Regions from separate parts of the Arabidopsis thaliana genome. Here region 2 is linked to region 1. Evidence: chromatin contacts called from public capture Hi-C data. All regions are on one chromosome and are shown on one strand. Each heading gives the region's core, a stretch centred on a gene start, on an enhancer-like site or on the middle of the called end of the contact. The rest is flanking DNA. Distances are from core to core; before and after follow the strand shown. Region 1 holds the start of DOG1 (delay of germination 1). Region 2 holds the start of HB-7 (homeobox-7).

Region 1 (4,315 bases), core at 748-3,247:
TATTTAGATACTCCACAATTTTCTTTATGAATATTCCCTACCACACAAAATAATAATGGAAAAATCTAAGAATATAAAAATCCAATGCAATCTTGGATAAAAATCTCCTAGCTGACTTGTCGAGACGAGATCATGTTGCTGCCACGTAAACACACAAATCTCAATTTCTCTCATTATTTGTCGTCTCCGTGGGGCGTGGGCCACTATTCACAGTTGTACATGCATCGAATATTACTGTATTTCGCAAAATGCCACGACGTGAATAAACTATAAAAAATAGAATAATTCAAATATATCTTCGATAAGTGATAAAATTTAAAACATCAAAATGTAACTTATAAATGATTTCTTATCCATTAACCAAAAAAAAGGTTATTTTTTATCCTTACAAACTACAATCTTATAACGAAACAATAATTATTATATAAGATTATATATAAAACTATATTTCTGCATTTAATAAAAAACAAAAGATCCATCTTATACAAAGCAAAATCTTAATTATTTATAATATAAACTAACATAACGCATTGCACCTTGCTACCATAAGTCTTCAGAAAATAAAAGTAACACACATACGGGTTATATATCCCTAGAATATATGCCAAATATATAACTTTATAATATCAAGATTGAAAACCTTGTTATTATGCAATTTTAAATATGACACGTACGTACCTATAGTATCATATCTAATATAATAACGACTACTTTCCTTCCTCTCCTCCGGCATTACCTTCGGTGTCAACCATACAGTCACGACGGCGACGATCTCTCATAGTTCCCCACTCATGCATCGAAAGATGAAGCTTTTTCCCAGCGAGCAAGAAATCCGCTCCTTGTACCGGAGATAGAATCCCGAGGATCTTCGCTAAAGTATCAACCCTTAGATTATCGGCCTCGACCAATAAACGAGCCATAGCTTCTTCTTGCTTGTCGAGAGCTTGATCCACCACTACGTTAGGCTCTCCGACATTCTCCATCTCGTAAGCCACAGTGGCGATGGGAATATCCGCTGCGTCTTCTTGTAGGCTTGAGACTTTCTTGGTCATCTTCTCTTCTTCGTCTATAATTTTTACATGCAACACATTGATTTTAGCTAGCTGCTCCGCACTTAAGTCGCTAAGTGATGCACCGCCGCCACCACCTGTCAAACCAAACCATATTGAACCAACCGAACCGAAACCATTAGAATTTTGGTATAGATCTATGGTTCGGAATCATTTTTTATGATTAATTTTATTTAAAAATAATAATATATTTGTATAATATATAGAACTGAACAAATTCCAAATTCAAACCGAACCCAACTTAATATAAAACCTAAGAATCTATTATTTTTGTCATAAGCAAAATGAACAGAATAAATAAATTTTAGAAATCGGAAGGAAGACAATAAAATTTTTTGCCGCACCGTACTGACTACCGAACCAAAAAATTAAATTTAGTCTATTTTTTTATTCCTCAAAACCGAAATAACCGAAAACGTCCAAACCCTTACCTGAAGATTCGTAGCCGTCGATGTTGCGGAGAAACTGAGTCACACGGATCTCAGTTTGTGACCCACACAAAGCATAAACGAGCCTAAAGAAAGAAGATGGTCGACAACCACCCATCCAAATTAGAGCGTTCTCTAAAGGACTGTTCCACGTGGGTGCATAATAGTTCGAGCTACATCGGTGAGCAAGATCAGCTCTTTTTGCGGCGTAATTTTTGAAATCACCGATGATTTTTCCCGTTAACTTACGAAGCTTGTTATCATTATCTTCATCACCGTGAGATCGTCGTTGAGCTAAGAGTTGTTTGAGCTCAGGGATGCGTTGAGATTGCAAACTCATCCACTCGAGATAAGAATCTTGAGCTTGTTCGATGTTCTTTGATGAAGATCCCATTTTTTTTTTTTTTTCTGATATAATGAGGAGTATTTTGATTATTGGTTTGATCTCTTTTGGTTTGCGTGTTTGTGTTTTGTGTGTTTTTGTTTTCATTTCATTGGGTTTATATATAGTTAAAAGTTAAATGGACCAGAATTATATTTTATTCTCTGATTAATGATTATCTCTAAAAATAATACTATACATTATAATACTTATGGATAAAAATGTCGAATAAACTGAATTATGATTAAACAATTAAATTTTCTTCTAAATATATATTTAGTAGCGTTATATTAACCGAACCAAATTATTATCGTTTAAATTTAATATAGGGAAACAATGACAAATGTCAAAAATAAAGAGGAAAAATAGAAACATTGACAACTCAAAAGTTGAAAATGAACTTGGACAGAAAATGTTTACTTGGACACATATTAAAACGAGTATTAGTATTGAAAGTTGGAAGATTAGTACGTGCTTTCCGAGGAAATAAAAGAAATAACGCATGCATGCATTACGTGGAGGACTAATAGAGAGTGCGAGTTGTTGTTCCAAAATAGTTTAATTTGCCATTATTTTTGTGTAAATTTGGTTGTATTTTCTTCTTCTTCATTAATTATCTGAAAAAGAAAAGTAAAAACCCTTCCTGTAAGTTACGGAAGCCGACACACTCACAAACTAATATATCAATTCACATTGACCCGATATAGAAAAAACAAGATTTTACATGCATATATTATAGTATTAATTAGGATAAAACAAGAAGTGTTGTTCTTCTAAGTTCTAAATCGATCTAAGACTTACACGAGTAGATATGATACGACAACGTTCCTGGAATCAGAAATTCAGAATGGTGTTAAATGTTCCATGTGGCAATTTTACCTCTTTAAAGAGGAAAGAAATTGGAGATTAGATCATACAATTATCAACTTTTCATTCCTAGGATTCATCAATTAAAATATCAGTCTTTTAAATCACTGTGGTTAACAACTAATTCATTGGTATCACTTATTTGATGATTTTTTAATATTCACGATATGTTTTTTTTGTTACTGATATAAATGATTTTTTTGGATGTCCTGAGACAGCGGATTGTACAGTATGTTATATTTATATATATTTTCGTATAAATAATTATTATTCTTTGGGGATCAGAGACTTAAGAAGAGGTGTAGAATATCTTGGAAACGAGTTATCTCCAACTTTTGGACGTTTTTTGGTAAGTACTAAATTATTATAACGAGCTTCGTTAATTTACTTTTGTCTTTTACTACGGAGAAAATGATTAGAAAACTGGTTATATAGTAGTGAAAATTATTCACATGCATCAAATAGGAAGCGACAGAGAAAAAAAGACATATATATGGTGGATTTCAATATCAAAATAATATACAAAAGTTTGTTTAAAGGATGCAATAAAGAAAATTATTCAGTGTAGTGTAACTTGTGTACAAGGAAACCTTTGAGAGCCGTGAAAAAAAGAAGATGGAAATCTTCTACAAAAAATAATGCACCTCAAAATCACGAGGTCGAATCTTGAATATAATACCTGTTTTGGTTTTCCGAGGGAATTATGGACAAGCGGTCCACAATATCTTGATTAAGAACCAAATATTAACATCGTTATTATTGGTTCTATTTATAGCAGTGAATCAAACACGTATGAGGATAGTTCGACACGTACTACGCTAGTCTCGTCGTGTAACGTGCTTAATGAAAAAGTATGTCACGGTTGTCGTTAGTCGTTACCTTTAGGCTCAGGTTATGATGACATATGACCTTATCTTTTATTTATTTTTTATGATAACACAAGATCACTTAATGGGAATACTTTTTTTCAGAAAAAACATTCTGCTTAAAGCTGCATATATTGTAATCAAAGAGTTTTTCGAATAAATTTTACATTGATTCATAAAAGAAAAAACATTAACGGGTAATTTGCATTATCAATTGTCAATGCAAAAGTAACAACAACTAGTGTTTAAATCTTGCGGTTAGGTTTTTAGACCTTTGGCCACCTATCCGGTCATATATCTAATGGGTTTAATTCAATCTTATCTACCTCCTCTTACTTGGGTTAAAAATGTAGACAAGAATATATGTTTTTGAGAGAAACGTTTTTGGTATAGTAGTGGTGGTGATCTACTAGTATAGGTTCTTCTCATCTAAATGAGTTCGACTTCTCCTACTTAAAAATAGGTTTAATTTAAGCTGAAGCATGCACAAACAATTTGGTCTAAAACATGTAAATGTAGCCTACCTAATTCCATTGTTGTTAATTGAATAAATTAGTCTTACTTTTGTACTAACAAAAGATCATTTGCTACACAAGAAAAAAAAGACATGACTAAACAAAAAATACAAATTAAAAAATATCATAAAATGGGTTAAAAAGAAGCCGAAGTCAATATATAAACAACTTTTCATCACAAAATACG
Region 2 (4,315 bases), core at 1,334-3,833, 440 kb after region 1:
TGGTATCACAAATCTTGAAACCGAAATCCTTAAAGAAAGCAAAGGATTCGAGAATCATCGACGCCCAACTAAAGTAACCTTGAAACTGGATTCATTACCTCAAATTTCCATAAAGAAAAGACTTCTCAAACCTTAGCTTAAGGGTTTCTTGGATAAGGTCAATTCATCATACTACCATTCTTAAACATGGTATAGAGCAAAAGAAACGATAAATTTGAACAACGGTTTCCGCTCCGATTTCCACGGTTCCTAGTGATCTTGGTGAGATCAACTTTCAAAACAACATGCATCATCGCGGAAAAAGTCCATATAAATTATTTTAACTAATAAAATTGTACTTGTTCTTTTTATTTTTCTCCCCAAAAAATTATGAATTTTTAGGTTATACTTCCCACGGACGGAGATCAAAGGGAGTTAGATTAGCTTCCTCCCTAATAGCACAACTTTTGAATATGAGATTTTAAGATGCATTCTTTTTGTAAAATTTCCTATACCGATAAAGTTACATAAGTGTACTTTTAGTAATACAATTTTATTTTCTTGTATTTATGTTTGAGGAAAAAAATCAAAAAATATGTAGGGATGGACAATCAGATTGTAATGCCTAAATTATATAAGCTTTGAAGTGACTCTAATTTTTTTTGGATGTAGTCACTAGTCACAGTAGACGTCACAGACTTACAATTTTTCTTTTCCACTATTGTCGGAATGGAAATTGTACAACACAACGACAAGACAATCAAAAGAATATGGTAATATCGGTGAAACCAAAAAAAAAAGATGTTTCTTATAATTGTGATGTGGAATGGTTAATTTCTGGAAGTCACATGTAATATATTTCAACTTATGCCAGGTTATAATTGTGCTGTGGAATCGTTAATTTTTGTTTTTTGGCGAATTTGGTTATTTAATTGGCTTGGCTATCTACTCCTCTGCCATAAAATATCTAAGAGAAGTGTTGAGTGTCCTCAGTTCAATGTTTCTCCAAACACATCCTCGTTTTTGTTACGGTAAAGGCTGGAGGTTACTCTCTTTTCTGATGAAATTTGGATACCTATATCCCATGCTTGTGTAATTATGGTTTTAGAAATCTGTTTGGCTAAGCATGATTTTCGATGTAGCTACCCAACTGCTAGATCGATGGTAGTACATATAGATCCCTATGGCTGTACTGAAAAGAGGTTTTGGGTGATGCCCTTCTCTGCCCCAAGCTTGTCTTACCTTGTGGAGAGTTTAGTTTTCAATTTCCTCTTTGATCAAAGAGAGACTTTCATGGGTTGTGTCCCTCTGGTGCAAGGTGGACCTTTATTGAGACTACTCTGCCTTTCCTCTTCCTTGGCATGGCTACATGTGGTAATCAAGACGATAACTCCTTTAATTTGGTGTTTAACATTAATTAGGCGTCAGGACACGTCAATGCAGTGGCTCTTACTGATCTTCATCTTGACCATTAACCTTTCCCGGTGCTTGGTTAACCCTTTCCTGGTGCTTGGAGAAGTACATACCCGTTTGGATACTTTTCTGTAGTTTTGATACATTTTCCTCCTCTGATCTGAAAAATTCTGAAATGCCTATAAAATTTTGGAGACTATATTGTCACCTTTGTTGTCAATCCAAAGTTGAGCCACTTTCTCCCCAAAGAAGTATCTCGAACAAAGAGACGAAGCATTAAAATTAAAACAATAAGCAAAACAAAACAAACAAAACATTTTATTCAATAAATTTTATTCGATATAAATTTAAAGTACATAAATAATATAATGATAGGTTTCAAAAGAAAAAAAAAGAAAAAAATGCTATGTAAGAAAAAATCTAATATTTATCAATTCAATAATGTATTAAATATTTTGTTTTTGTTTTTAAATGTCCAAACTTTTTTTATAAATTGATTCAATTTTTTTAATTAAAATGACTAAGTGATATGTGTAAATACTAAACAAAAAAAAATCTAATAGCTATTAATGGTGTATCAAATAAATTATTATTACTTTTAAATCTCAAATACTTGTTATGAAGTGGATTAATTTCTTTATTAAAGTGAAAGAGATAGAATTATAGGTTTTAAAATAACAACAATTGTTTCTTTTCTTTTTTTTTTTTTTGGACAAAAAACAACAATTGTTTCTTAAGAAAAGAAAAAAATGTAATATAGACAAAGGTATATGAAACTTTTTCTTACATTTTTTTTTTAAAATGTCCAACACAACTTCTTTTTCTTAATGAAGAACAGATTTTGTTTTTCTTTGGCAAACAAAATAATGCAACACTTGTGACAAAACAGAATAAAATTGCAGTGTAACGCAAACACGCGGTTAACGCGTGGTGAATAAAAGTTTGACTTATAAGAGTAAAAAAGCTTTGACTTATGGAGGGGTCGCTTGTTTCGAGGGTAACGTACGGACTCCCACTAATATTACTCCACGTGGCAAGACGGTGGAAGTTGACGGAAGAGTTAGACGAGCGTTATTTTTCATACGTTAGACGCCGTTAATTATCGCCGTTAAAACTAAAAAGTCTGCCGTTTACCCTTCTGGTCCGGTAAGTATTTAATGAGAAATTTACTCCTCCATTTATTGCGAAAGGAAAGAAAAAAAAAAACTTAGAGAGAAGCTCCCAAAAAAAAAAAACTCTTAGAGATTAGAGAGAGAATCAATTCTTGTGTTTTTTTTTCTTTCTCTCTGAAGCTAAACAAGGTAAAGAAAGTGAGAGAAAACAAGAGAAAGTGAAAGAAAATCTCTATATTTTTCTAGAAAAAATATCACTAGAAACAGTGCCATTATCTGGTTTGTGTTGCGTTCTTTTTTATGTTTTGAAAAACTTAGACAAACCCTAATTTTTTTTATATTTTTGTCATGAGCGTTTTCTTTGAATATTGTCTCCTTAATCCATATATATTCTCATGAATTCTCAGATAGTGTGTCTTTATATATTTTTTATTAGTTGGACCTGTTTTTCTTAAATATTTTGAAAAGATTTCATGAGCAATAAATGTATTTTTATCACCAGTTACGTTTTTGTGTATTAAATTTAAAATATTTTCTGAACAATGAACCGATCTAGCTGTCGTCTCTGGTAATTAAATCGTTTCTTTCATGCTTTGCTCCTCTCATTTTTTTTTATGATAAATGAGATTAAATTCAATTTTCAAGATTTCAGAAAATATTTCTTCATTTCCATGCACAGATTCCTTCTGTTGAATCTTTACTTCTTCAAGATTTCAAAATAAAACCCTAAACTGAGATCTTTGTTTTCATTAGGTTTTTTTAAATCTTCCAAGTGATGTTGACAATGGGAGAAGGTAATGTGATGACTTCAAACAACAGATTTGCTTCGCCGCCGCAGCAGCCGTCTTCTTCTTCTCCGGGAACAATCCAAAACCCTAATTTCAATTTCATACCTTTCAACTCATATTCATCCATTATCCCGGTTTGTTCCTTTTTAAAACTTTCAAACATTTATCTCAAATCCCTCTCTCTCTTTTCTTATTCTTGAAATTTTTAAAATCTTTCATTTACTTTTTTTTTTTTGGTTTTGGATCATTTTCTAGAAGGAAGAGCATGGGATGATGAGTATGATGATGATGATGGGAGATGGAACAGTAGAGGAAATGATGGAAAACGGGTCGGCGGGTGGGTCATTCGGGTCAGGTAGTGAACAAGCAGAAGATCCAAAGTTTGGAAACGAATCTGATGTCAATGAGCTTCATGACGATGAACAACCTCCTCCGGCTAAGAAGAAACGTTATCACAGACACACTAATCGTCAGATCCAAGAAATGGAAGCGTATGTTTTTGCCATTATTTTCAGTATATGTTATATTTTATTTTAACCACACTCGGATGTGTTTAATCTGGTTTTAAGTTCATCCTCATAAGTTTTTGGATTTTTTGGTTTATAAAATATATTAACTAAATTTAACTTGAAACGGCTAGGTTTAGCATAGTTTTGGTTTAGGAATGGATTTTTTTATCTTGATTTTAAGGTTAGATACTAATTCTATATTTAAAGAAATTAGAACAACAACAACAAAAAGTGAAAATTTTCTCTTATCTGGTTGCGGTATTTTAAGATTAAAAAGGCAAAATAAAATTTGATTTGGTTTTTCTTTGAATGTCTTTTTGTTTGTTTTACCAAACTGAACACTACTTTATACGTTTTATGTAAATCTAGATCTCATGATTGGAATTAAACTTTTGATAAAATTAAATCTTTGTAGGTTGTTTAAAGAAAACCCTCATCCAGACGACAAACAAAGAAAGAGATTAAGTGCTGAACTTGGTCTTAAGCCTCGACAAGTCAAGTTTTGGTTCCAAAA

Evidence for each region. Capture Hi-C pulls out chosen DNA fragments and counts their contacts.
Region 2: a capture Hi-C map of seedling shows a contact between it and region 1, with 1.8 times the contacts expected there. The contact joins the promoter of HB-7 here to the promoter of DOG1 in region 1. A contact is called at or near these places in 2 of 3 other capture datasets (root and seedling).

What each region holds. Positions count from the first base shown.
Region 1 is chr5:18,589,509-18,593,823 of TAIR10.1, forward strand. DOG1 (delay of germination 1) reads right to left here and starts at 1,998. Exons shown (of 3, transcript NM_001344644.1): 1 at 1,502-1,998; 2 at 679-1,147; 3 at 1-234. The coding sequence starts at 1,988. The coding sequence ends at 708.
Region 2 is chr5:19,028,261-19,032,575 of TAIR10.1, forward strand. It overlaps HB-7 (homeobox-7), which reads left to right and starts at 2,584. Exons shown (of 11, transcript NM_001344704.1): 1 at 2,584-2,693; 2 at 3,258-3,426; 3 at 3,548-3,783; 4 at 4,217-4,315. The coding sequence starts at 3,280.